2 separate regions of the Pogona vitticeps genome follow, and region 1 is linked to region 2. Evidence: chromatin contacts called from public Hi-C data. All regions are on one chromosome and are shown on one strand. Each heading gives the region's core, a stretch centred on a gene start, on an enhancer-like site or on the middle of the called end of the contact. The rest is flanking DNA. Distances are from core to core; before and after follow the strand shown. Region 1 holds the start of LOC110072694 (basic phospholipase A2 PLA-B). Region 2 holds the start of C7H1orf174 (chromosome 7 C1orf174 homolog).

Evidence for each region. A called contact is a pair of places that touch in the nucleus more often than the background predicts.
Region 1: a Hi-C map of muscle shows a contact between it and region 2, with 5 times the contacts expected there. The contact joins the promoter of LOC110072694 here to the promoter of C7H1orf174 in region 2. A contact is called at or near these places in 2 of 2 Hi-C or Micro-C datasets (blood and muscle).

Annotation. Positions count from the first base shown.
Region 1 is chr7:11,310,862-11,317,458 of PviZW2.1, reverse strand. It overlaps LOC110072694 (basic phospholipase A2 PLA-B), which reads left to right and starts at 1,680. Exons shown (of 4, transcript XM_078378924.1): 1 at 1,680-1,867; 2 at 5,683-5,735. The coding sequence starts at 1,727. It overlaps MUL1 (mitochondrial E3 ubiquitin protein ligase 1), which reads right to left and starts at 1,865. Exons shown (of 5, transcript XM_072977778.2): 1 at 1,743-1,865.
Region 2 is chr7:10,837,172-10,843,292 of PviZW2.1, reverse strand. C7H1orf174 (chromosome 7 C1orf174 homolog) reads right to left here and starts at 2,829. Exons shown (of 3, transcript XM_020781177.3): 1 at 2,620-2,829; 2 at 1,165-1,692; 3 at 1-156. The coding sequence starts at 2,814. The coding sequence ends at 37.

The sequences.
Region 1 (6,597 bases), core at 431-2,930, 480 kb before region 2:
TCGCACAGATCCTGCTCTCCCCCAAGAAGAGAAAGGGCTTTCTCCATGGAAATCATTGCCTACATAATGCTGGGGCAGCCCAATTCTGTATTACTAGATGACAGCAATTGGGGTGAAGCTCAATACGGGCTAGTGACTCTGAATTCAAATACAAAAGTTTAAACAATTTAATTCAGAAACTACATTCCTCTCCCTTTTTAAAAAACATAACTCTCATTGCACTTGTACCAAGCAAAAATGAATTAAATGCTCAGACAGACAGACACCTACCAGCTGAACGCAGGCACTTGTTTCAGGGTTTCCAGCCTGACTGAGAATGAATCACTGCCTAGCTAACAGCTCTTTCCTCCTTTTCATTTCTGGAAAGTTCGGTTCTTTCACTTTTCGTTCTTGTGAAACAGTTACATATGAGTTTGTGGCTTGGTGCTTCCCGGGAGGGGAAGCCGGGCCAAGAAAGGCAGAGGAGTTGGTTAAAGAGGGTTAGATAATATAAAGAAGCTGATCAGCCACTTTCAGCCAACAGATTCAATGGCCAATGTGACATTTGAGACTCCACACCAGGGAAGTCTGGCTTTAACTTATGTGATCCCTGCGACCAGCCCTGGTTAGCCATCTGGCTGCACCCTTTTGGACCCATTGAAGTCTCCTGGCCCTTCCCATCGGCAGCCCCACACAGAGCGCCTTGCAGTAATCCAGCCGGAAGGGCCTGCATGACCGGGGCCAGACCAAATCTCTCCAGAGGCGGACATCATTGCTGGCGCATTAAGTTTCCATCGTGCAGAGGTGCTCCTGGCCGCCTCGATGCCCTTGCAAGAGGGATGTGCCTATTCAAGCCACACGTCTCTGCTCCCGCCTTCTTCAGTGGCTCAGGTAAAAGCAAAATAAAAAAATCAACAAACTTCTAGCCAGCGCAACTGAAGAAGGCGACAGTCAAAACAGGCCGGTTAAAAATTTCCGTTTGTAAGTCACTCTAGTCTTTCAGCTCTTTAAAAATCAATGGTAGAAAGAAACTCTCAGGGCCTCTCCTTTTGCTTCCTCTGAACCCATCAGTTTCAGTATCACAGTAATAATAATATTAATAATAATGATGATGATAATAACAATAAAAATAAAAATAATAGCAAAACTATAGGACATCGAATAATAGTAATACCTTAATGCTGAATTTTTTGTTTTTCTAAGTGTACGGTGGTGGGGAACACAGTTACATTGTATTTTGATTTGTGTATTTTATGTTTATGCATATGTTTTAGATAAATAAAAATAAAAATAGAATTAAAAATAAAGTCTGTAATTAACTAATGGGCTTTTAATTACTATTGCACTTTTACTGATTTAAAAAAAATTATAAAAATGTGTGTTTTCCGTAATTTCTTCTGCTGTCAGGGTCACTTTGTGTCTCTCTCCTCCTCCCCCCCCCCCCGACTTCCCACCCAAGCCAGGAGAAAGGCGGCCTACATATGATAGACAGGTTGGGAGGCGTTACCTATCCCAGACTACAACTCCCATCATGCACCAGCCAGGAAGGCCACTTTTCCAAGTCCGGGCTAGTACCGCACCAGGGCGACATCCCATAATAACTATCCCATAATACTCCCGCAAAGGCATAGCAACCCCCCCCCATTTCTCGGCTCCCCAAGTCACCTCCGGCCCCCTTTCTCCATAGCAAGCGGCCGCCCCCTCCTCCGGAAGCCCGCCCCCAAGGCTCCCCGATCCCCTTGTTCCCATGGCAACGGTACCACCAACCACATCCGGCCTCAGGCGGAGAAACGACCTCCTTCGCCGCTCTCGGTGGTCTCCTCCACTCCACTTCCGGAAAAAGCCACGCCCACCGCATCCAACGACGTTCGATGACGTCCAGAAGAAAGTAGGGAGGGGTCCACCATGGAGCTGGAGTGGGGGGGCTAGAGGGGCACAAGCTCCCATTTCCGGCCACCTCAGCGACGCGTTCAATTGACTCATAGATGTCTGAAAAGTGAAGATGGGTCGCTTCTTTTTCTTCTAGAGGAACTTGCAGGTTCCTTTTGACACCATCTCCGTTTTGTTTCTCTTCTTTCTCGCGTCTGTTTCTCTAGTTGGAAAACAAAAAAGAAATTATAGGAGAAAAGGGGGGATTTCACCTCTTCCCTTAATTAATAACCCTGCTCAGATTTTGCAAACTCAAGACCATGGTTTCTTTTCCTGAGTCATCTCCTAGGTGGGCCTCCTCTTTTCCTACTGCCTCCCACTTTCTCCTAGCATTATTGTTCTTTCCAGTGAGTCTTTTCTTTTTTTTTAGTCACATCTGCTGTTATGAACAGTTCAAGCCTGATTTGATCTTATTTGTCTTTCTGGTGGTCCATAATAACCAGAAAGTTGATCTCCAATAACAAAGTTGGAATGAATCAATTCTTTTTTGCCCAGCTTTCACATCCATATATAGAAATCAGAAACATCATAGAAGGATCTTGGCCTTGATCTCTGGCAACACCTCTTTAGATTTGGTGGTCTTTTCTCATTCCTTCACAGCTGCTCTTCTGTGTCTCAGTCTTTTTCTGATTTCTTGGCATTCAGTCCATTTGGATGGATGACTGCACCCAGGCCTAAATAACAAGTTCAGTGTCTTCACTGTCAACATTGAAGTCATGGAATTCTGTAAATACAATTTCTCTCGCTTAATATTCAACTGCAATCCTGCCTTTGCACTTTCTTCTTTCGCCTTCATTGGGACCCATTCTAAGTCATTTCCTATTCTGCGGGTGCGATAGCATCATCTCCCTCTCTTAAACGATTTGCCTTTCTTCCACCAGGTCTTAACTGCTCCTTCATCTGATTCTAACCCAGCTTTCCACGTCAAGGAAGATACCTTTAAAGCAATTTAAAGGGGGGCAATTTGTGGATCACAATGCCCATCAGCCTCTATCTTTCAGCTTGCTGGCTAGAACTGATGAGGGTTGTAGTCCAACCCCATCCAGATAGCCACAGGTTGATCCCCATCTTCCGTAAAGATACAGCCATGTGTTCAGTGAAATCTCACTATTTTATTTAACCTGTCTCCTTTCCGGAGAGAACACTGAGCTTGGAAAAATTACTCTCTCTCTCTTTTTTTGGCATTATATTTCCCAGAATTCCTTGGCACCCCTTCGAACTTCTGCAGCCCCTAGCAGGGTGGTGGTGGGGAAAACCCCTTACATTACTAGAGTTAGGATTTTGTGCACAGTTTCAGGGGGCTTTTAACTACTCCCCATTTCCAATCTCCCTGGACATCAAAGTTTGCAAATATTATTTTTTTTCAACTCTGAACCCCAACCTTTCAGGGTGCAACCCCCAAAAAAGAACAGGGAGTCCATCCTGCCCTTCTCTTCTCGGCCTCTTCTCGCCTTTCCTGTTCCACAGGCACCACGGTGCTGAGCATCACAATTGAGTTAGATTCCATTGGAAGCTGAACTCTCTCATGCAGAGCGGTGAGCGATGCCTGGGTCTCTTAATACCAACCTTTTTCTCTTTGACTGTGTGCGCCACGGCTCCTGCGGGCGACCGGACTGCTCAGATGCCTCTTCCCACTGGCCCAGAAGCTGTGGGAAGTTGACGAGCCAGGGTGGCCCACCCCACCCATCGGGGAACATGGGTCCGTGGGTGCCCTTCGGCGTTCGTGTTCCGAGCAAGAAAAGCAGAGAGGGACGCCTCTTCTTGTGCAAATGTATCTGAGGGCCCCAGAGCTTTTAAAAGTTACTTTGAGATTACAGCTTCCTAAATTTCCTGACCCGCATGCCGTGGTAGGGGATCCTGAGAGATGTGGTCCAAAAAAAAAAAGTAACTCTTCTAAGCTCTACAGCTGCTCTTGGGGTGCATCAGATTTGCCTTTTAGGTTCAGGTCCTGGAAATGGATGAAATGGCATGTCTCCTGAATGCCACGTCATGTATTCACTAATTAGACTTCACTCAACTCAAGCTGGCATGACCTGACCAGGATGATGGTGGGACTGGGAAGCAAGCCCTAGGAGGAAAGACTGAAAATCTAATGCCTTGGGAGACGGGAACAAAATTCAAAAAGATCTTGATAGGCTTGAGCACTGGGCTGGAAATAACAGGATGGAATTAAATTTAACGAGGGATAAGTGCAAAGTTCTACACCTGGCTTGGGGGGGGGGAACCAAATGCACAGTTACAAGATTGGGGATACTTGGCTCAGTAATACTACAAGCGAGAAGGATCTTGGAATTGTTGTAGATCAAAAGCTGAATATGAGCCAGTGGTGTGATGTGGCTGCAGAAAAGGCCAATGCTATTTTAGGGTGTATTGACAGAATCATAGCTTCCATATCCTGTGAGGTGCTTGTTCCCCTCTCTTTGGCACGGGTTAGGCCTCACCTTGAGTCTTGTGTCCAGTTCTGGACACCACACTTCAAAAAGGATGCTGACCAATTGGAGCAAGTTCAGAAGAGAGCCACAAGGAGGATCAGAGGGGCTGGAAACCAAGCCTTATGAGGAAAGATGGAAAGAGCTGGGCACGTTTAGCCTTGAGAAAATAAGACTTTGAGGGGAGATAGGAGGGCACTTTTCAAAGACTTGAAAGGCTACCCGACAGAGGGAGGGCTAGGATCTGTATTCATTCCTCCCAGAGTACAGGACACATAATGACAGAAGCCAGATTCAGGCTGAATATCAAGAAAAACCTCTTAACTGTTAGAGCAGTACAACAACAGAAACAATGACCTCAGGGGGAGGGGGGGCAAGTGCTTCAAGGCTGGAGGCCTTCAAGAGAAATATGGGCCCACTGTCCGTCCGATCTGCTTTGATTTGTGTTCCTGCCTTGAGCAGGGGGTTGGACCCGATGGCCTTCGAGACCCGTTCTGACTCCATGACTCTGATTCTTCTTCCTCCCACTTCATTCATACAACACCAGCCCTGCAAGGTAGGAGAGGCCGATCCTGTGAGCGACTCCCCCACGGGTCTCAAGGAGGGAGTTTCATGTCTCCTGCTGCCCGTCAAAGGAGTGGTCCTCCCCTTCCCTTTCTTCCGGGGTTATTCTTGGGCTGTGTCACTTTGCCCAAGGCCACCCAGGCTGGCTATTCTCCTGAGAGGCACAGGGAGGGGAGAGGACTCGAACTCCAGACTCAGCCGTCCGGCCAATCCCTCACAACATCGCTGTATAGCTGTGTTTTATACCCTAAGCTAGCAGCTTGCCGTGTTCATATGAATACCAACCAACACTATCGCTATATACAAAGTAAATAACTTATCTGTAACTGTAACTAGTCACTTTTCAAAAATATGTATCTTACATCCTGGCTTTCATCTTTTGTTGGTTTGTTTGCCTTTCTCCTTCAAAGGACCCCAGGCAGTTTATTTATTTATTTTATTTTATTTTATTTTATTTATACCCCGCCCATCTGGCCTATAAGGCCACTCTAGGCGGCTTCCAATATAATATAAACAATAAAATAATACAAAATATTACATAAATCATACTATAACAAATACAATACAAAGATAGAATAGAAAATAAATAAAGGGAGAATAAACAGAAAAATCAGGTATTAGCTGGAGGGAAGGCCTGAATGTACAGCCATGTTTTTAATTGACTTTTAATACCTGCAGTATTTCAGTAAAACACAAAGATAGTTCCACAGAGCTGAGGTTTTTCCTTTTCTAAAAAAGAACTTAATCATGTGTCACTTGGCTTCCTTTCCCCCCTTTTCAGGTTTATCCTAGATATGAGGGAATTTCTCCTGGCTCTTATCCTGGGGGCAAGCGGTAAGTGTTAAAAATAAGAGAGTCCATCTGTATATATACCTAGTTTTAACCCCAAGATCGGTTTGCTGTGGGATTCTGACAGTTGTGGCCCACTTTTCCAAATGTCGTCAAAGTTCATAGCTAGCATCCTATTGCAGAGGAAGCCTTTGGTTCTGTGGGCCATTCCTTCTTCCCTGGCAATTGTGCAAGGGGTGGGCAGGATCTAGTGACCCCTCACACAAGCAGGATCCCTCCTCCCATAAGCCTTCAATGGGGTAATCTCCTAGGCGGTTCACTGCAGACCCGGGATCTACATTTCTCAACAGGATTCTGGCCTGCGATCATATAAAAAGGGGCCACGCTGGTTCTAGGACCCTGTGGGAGGCCCGAAAAGTAATTTTCCCCCCCACCTCTGCTTTTGCTTTTGGAGTTTTCTGCGCCATCAGCAGCAGCCTCCTCAATTTCAAGGTGATGATCGAAAGGATCACCAAGAGAAACGCTCTCATCTATTACAACGGATACGGCTGCTACTGCGGAAAGGGCGGGCGAGGGAAGCCGAGGGACAGGACAGATATGTAAGTGTGGTGGGGAGCTTAGTCATGGGGAGTCCTGTTCTTCCCTTCTACAGCACCCATGATTCCCATTTCTAGTGTCTCCGAAATTGCCCCCCCCAACCCACTGATGCTGAAAACCACAGATTACGTATAGCAAACACTACAGTGGTGCCTCGCAAGATGATGTTAATTCGTTCCACGAAAAACGTCTTGTGAAAACATTGTCTTGCGAAACACGGTTCCCCATTGGAATGCATTGAAATCTAATTAAAGCGTTCCAATGGGAAAAAAATCATCTTGCGAAAATCGTCCATAGAAAACATTGTCTT
Region 2 (6,121 bases), core at 1,580-4,079:
AGAGATGGAACATCGGCTGGCCTCTCGTCTTGGTCCTCAAATGACTTCCTCTTCTTCTTCTTCCTCCTCCTCATCGTCCTCCTTGGCAATGAAGTGGGCCTTCCTGAATTCTCGCCTGCTGGCGATGGCCCGGGTGAGGGGAGCGGCCGGGAGATCCTGGGGAGAAGAGACAGCACAAGGATGGCTTCAGCCACAATCCAGGGGGAAATCTTTAAAAGGATCTTATTAAAAGCAAAAGGCCTGGAGCACAAGGAGGGCAAAGAGAAGGAGTCATGCTAAGCTTCAGCTCTGGAGCCACGTGGGCGAGGGCTGAGTTAGAGGGTTCGTGACCTGAGACAAATCCAGCCCATTGTGACGGTTATTGAGCTACTTTACAAGACTGTGGAGAAGACTCTACTGTGCAATGGCAAAGCCACATAGCGACCCGCGCTCTTTGGGTGAAGGGTGAGATAAAAGTGGAGATGGACTCCATTATCCACGGGATCAGTATCCACTGACGCATTTATCAACACAGTCTGATAATATTTTTTAAAAAAACTCCAAATATGTGTTTTTAAGGAGGAAGCTACCAGAACTGGCCACTAGAAGGAACCAGAGATCATGGTATGTGTCGCATTCCCCCTCTCCTAATTTGGTTCGCTCTAATCTGCGTTTTTCAGCATCTGCGGGGTGGGGTGGGGCTTGGAACCAGAGGAGGCCCACGGAATCAATGGGAGCTGACGTACTGTATCCTCAGAGATTCAATGAGCTTCCTCAAGTTGCAGCTTACGGCTGGATTTCAGCCTACATTGAAAGAAAAATGAATGACGAGCGTTGTTCGGTGTATTTAATTGTAAAAACCCTTGCATGCCATCGGGTCAATTCTGACTTATGGCAACCCTTTCCACAGTTTCCTTGGTATTGAGTCTAGTAGCAACGTGGTATCCACGAGGGACAGGTTCCAAGCCTTGGCATGGATGCTGAAAAACGTGGAAGTATTGAACGCCATACATAGCATGGTCTCTGGCTCTCTCTAAGAAACATATATCCTTAGGATTTTTCTTTTGCTATTTTCAGACTGTGGATAAACGAATCAGCAGATACTGAATGCATGGATAAGGGAGTCATACAGTAAACTTGCTAAGATGGCAGCTGCAATTCTAGGCTTCCTTCCGGCCACCCTACCTGCATGAATGCCACGCTGCCAAAGAACCGGTCCACAGGCAGCGGCTGGTTGCTGTCCTCATTCAAGAACACGCTGTTGTCCACCTCCACCACGTGGTCGTCCGCCTCCTCGGGTTCCATATCCGAGTCATCTGACCACCCAGCCCCGTGGCTCTCCTTCTCTTTTATTTCCTCCTCTTCCTCGTCCTCCAGGGTCCGAAAGTGTGTCTCGAGGAGAGCTCCACGGTCCGTCTCGGGAAAGCCGCTCTCGGGGCCCCGGGCGGACAGCTCCACGCTGAGATCGGTTCGTTCTCTTGCTGTTTCGCCATCTGTCTCAGGCATCCTCTTGGCGTGCCTTTGCAGCATCCTCTCGAGGTCGGCCGATTCGTGTTCCGAGGAGGATCTCTGGGCGGGCTCTTCTTGGGAGAGAAGACCGGGGCCGGCGCCTTCCCGGACGGCACCTTGCGGGACGTCCACCTTGGCCCGAGTTTTCTTTTCACATTTCAGCTTCTTGGAAGGCCGCCGATGGGTCCCCTTCTGTGAAGGACCCTGGTTCGGAGGGAAAAAACCCAGAAAAGAGAGCTTCAACAGGACAGCTACCGACAAGGAGTGGATAACGAGTTATGAGTCACAAACGACGGGCTGACCCTTGGGAAAGAAGGGCTTCAGTGCACCTGTGCTTGGTGTGGACCTTTGAGAGCTGCTTGAGCTACTCTACAAGATTGTGGCGAGGATGAAGGGGGGGGGACATGACCCATACACAGCTCAGGGTTGAGGGCCTCTAGCTGCAGAGTTAGAGTTTGGGAGTTCGTTTCCCCCGTGAGGCCTCCTTGACCGGGAATGGACTCCCTCATCCATAGGGCACCCCGTCCAGCTCTGCGGTTCTATTGATGATGATGGTGTGTGCTATGTTGAGTTGTCAGGATACACGCACAACTGGGGGGGTAAGTGGGGTTTCTGGGATTTGTAGTCCATCTGGCTGACCCCACGGTTGGGGACTGCTGGATTAGAGGATCCTCTCTGACTGGCAAGAAAGAGCATCTGAAGAGCGACAGAGTGAATCCTCCCCTCTTAGGGTCTGACTCACCCTGGGCGACCTTGCAGGGTTGTTGTCAAGGAGGTGAACAGAGGGGAGGGAGGCACTCCCTGCCCCTGGCCAGTTATAAATATGTCGTGAAAACACATATTTCAGCTCCCCCCTTTTTACCATGCGATTCATAGTGTTCGCTGTTATCTGCGGTTTTCAACATCCGCGGGAGGGCTCGGAACCAAACTCCCACGGCTACGGGGGTCCTACTGCATAACCAATCCGTATCAGGAAGTCGGCTTCGTGACCGACCTTCCAACGTATTACTGTATATTTGCATAAATTAACATACCCCAGCTCGGCCGTTCATAAAGCTCTTAGCCTCTCCAGGCCAATTAACACCATTAGCATATGCAAATAAGGGCAGGCTGGCCCCTCCCGCGACTCACCCTCCGGGCCCGCATGGAGAAGGCTACGGAGCCCCAACCCGGTCGGATCCACCAAGCACCATTGCCGACTTCCGGTAGCGCGGAAGCCTCGCCCGGCCTTCCCGCCCTACTTCCGTCAGACCCGCAGCACGGCATCCAATCAGAGGGAGGGGCCTGGCGGAAGTGTCCGCCTCCCGGTGAGGCCACGGCCGCCATTTCTGTCAAGGTCAGTCGCCCTCACGGTCTTTCCGGGCGAAACCCCACAGGTTTTAGATCCGTCATCTTTGTTTTGAGCACGACGCCCATAAATAAAGCGCTCCCTGTGAAGCCCCGGTTCTTTCCCCTTCGTGCGGAGCAGCTGGGTGGCCACAGAGAGGACGGAAAAAGAGGTCGTCCTAGTTTCGGTCGACTTTTGAAGAAGCAGAAAAAAAGAATTCTGAGGACTGTTCGAAGCCAGAGCGGCCATCTTTTTAGAGGGCACCGTGCGTCGCCTAATGGCCGCGCGGAACACAGATTTACGAAAATAGTAGAGAGACCTGTAGCAGTGCATTCGGAGTTCAAGAGCAGGGCTTGAGAAATCAATGGAAAAAACTCCCACGTTTTGAGGTCTGGGTGTGTTGGGGGGGCCAAATGCCACCCCCTCGCCCACAACCAGAGGGAGCTATGAAAGCAGGAGTGCCTGTGCGGTGCTATAGGAAGAGCCGGGCCAAATTCTCCTTTTAGGGACTACAACGCCCATAATACTGGCTGGGATGTTATGGGACTTGTAGTCCCCACCTTGAAAGGGAATGTCCCTCGCCTCTATGTAATATATTTAATTCAGATGCCATGGAAACATGCTGGTGCTTTAAAAGCAAGCTTATCTTTCTCTTTTTAAAGACTATTTGGCGACAACCTGGAAACTCTTTTGCCATAAGAAACAGATTCACCCGATTCCCACAGGCAAACTGGCAGCTTCTGGGCTCTGCAGGTGGAGAGTTCTGGATTTGCCCTGGAAATCTCCACCTTCCCATTTCAGAGGTGGAGACTTGCTGCAGAATCTTGCATTTCAAATTCCTTTTGCTAAACAGCAAATATGCAGACTCTCAGAGGAGAATAGCTATAACTTCCCCGAAGTAGTTCACCCCTTTCTCATTAACTGGCACAGTCCTTCACTCCAAGGCATTTGTAGGCGAGAGGATGAAAAATGTTTCATTACTTATAGTTGTGGACAGATCAACAGCCAGCTCGCAAACAAACACTGACTGCAACAGACTAAAGAGAGGGAAAGGGGCACTCAGCAGAGAGGCGGGGCTCTCTCTGACTTCTGAGGCAAGAGGGAAGGATTGGTTAGTGCTGGATAGATTGACGGCCAGAAAGGTCTGTCCTAGTCACTCAAACCACAAGCGGCATGCAAGGTTGTAGAAACTCCAACACAGACAGACCCACTAAAAGCAAAGGTTCTTGATTGTCTTTTCAGCAACAGGTTAACACAACTACTTTAGGCAAATGGGTGGCCTGCAGGTTGGTTGTGGCCTACTAAGACCCTACCTGTTTTGTGGTTCCTGAACCACAACCCTCTTGAAACACAATTTTGTCGGCTCTTCAAAACCTGCTGGCATACAGAAAAGATTGTGTGGCAGAAATCCATTATCAGCCTCATCTCCATTTCTGGCTTGCCACAGTCCAGAATCCCTGGCAGGGGTGTTGTATGCTGCTTTCTCTTGGCACATATAAAGTAGGAGCCCCTTATCCACTGGATCAGTATCCACTGGTTCACTTATCCAAGGTCTGAATATATTACAAATATTAACAGAAAAATTCCTAGAAATATATATTTCTGAAGATGAAGTTACCAGAACTGGTTATTAGAGGGAGCCAAAGACCACACTCTGTACAGTGCTGGCTATTAAAATAGCATTTGCCGTAATCCACATTTTTCAGTATCCGCTGAGGGGATTCAAACCAATTTCCAGGAAATCTGGGGGTCCTCCTGGATGTGAAAAGCCATCCTCTTTAACTCATGGCCTTCTCCAACCAGCCATATAGGAAAGGAATCTTTGAATAGAGCATGGGGTGGCTTAATTCTTAAACATCGAGGGAGAGAAGGCGATACGCCATAGTTTTTGTTATAGATGAATTGCTTTTCTCCTAATTGACGTGGTTCAAAAATGCCTGGGTGGTCTTCTTGTAAGCAAAAGCTGCTGTTCTTCTGAAATAGCAATTTATGGGTTCATTACCTTGTCGCTTTGTAAAACAGCTGAAACTGGTAGTACTGGTAGAAGTCATAGGGAAGTAATGACCAGACTGGGGTTGTTCAACACACTTTTAGAAGACACAAATGAGCTTCTTTACTCCTGAAATGAAATAGATGCACAAAGAAAGCATCTCTCTCTCTCTCTCTCTCTCTCTCTCTCTCTCTCTCACCATCCTGGAAGAATCTCTGAGATGTGAGCTTCATTTAGGGTTTCCAAAAAACACAAAGCATGAGCCAAGAGGAAGCCCATTGAACCTCTGTGTGATTCCTTCTTATGGATTGACACCCTTCTGATCGCTCTCTGGTGGGTGACTGTAAAACGCTTCCTCGACCCGACACAGGCAGGGGTTGCATCCTTTCTGGTGCTGAGATGCAGAAGTGTTTTTCCTCCAGATGAGCCTTCTTGTTGCCAGTCCCAGTTCTGCTGTTGGCTTTTTCTTCCCCAATCAAGAGGGATACTCAGATCTCCGATTCAGGCTGAACGGCAGGCAGAATCTTCCACGGGTCTTAATGAATTAAGCGGGAGTAGTTGTGCTGCAGTGTCCATCGTCCCCCCTTCAGCATGGTCCATGCCTGGAGAAGATGTGCATTGTAGTCCAGTCGCATGGGGGGGGGGAGGAACGTTTCTGAATAAAGCCTCTGCCGATGCCAGAAAGCGAAAGAGCCTGTAGAGGTTGTTTTGACATTTTATGGGGCGTGGATGTGGCTCCAGGAACATAGGTGAATCTCTGTGTGTGTGTACATGTGTGTGTCTTGTGTGTGTGTGTTTCACAAAAGCACTGTTTTTCTGCCTTGAAGTTTTGTGATATAGATGAATGGTCTTTGGCCACTTGATGGCAATATCAGCCAACAGGAAGCGGGGGGATCAAAGCACCTTCAGAAATACAGATATCAGAGCATTTCCCGTACAGTTCAGTGACACCTTACTATGATGCGATGGATGACACGTCCCACATTCTTCAGCCACTTGAGAGGTCACTTTTACTAGAGTCTTTTGCGGCAGAAGTTTGATTGTTCTGCGTAAATACCTTTAGCTGTGCAGCAAAAGTGTAGGGATTCACAGAACAGAATAGGGTTCAGGTTCATTGGAGTAGACCATGCCCTTTCTTCTCTACCTGGCACTTACAATCTCAGTAACTCACTCTGAGATGTTAGCAGTAGAAAGAGTAAAAAATAAAAAATAAAAAAATCATTTCCTTCACTTACAGTTCTGAACAGATCAAACAGCAAACTGATGGACGTAACTGACTTTCTCCGAACGCCTCAACGGACTGCTTTCAACAGGGT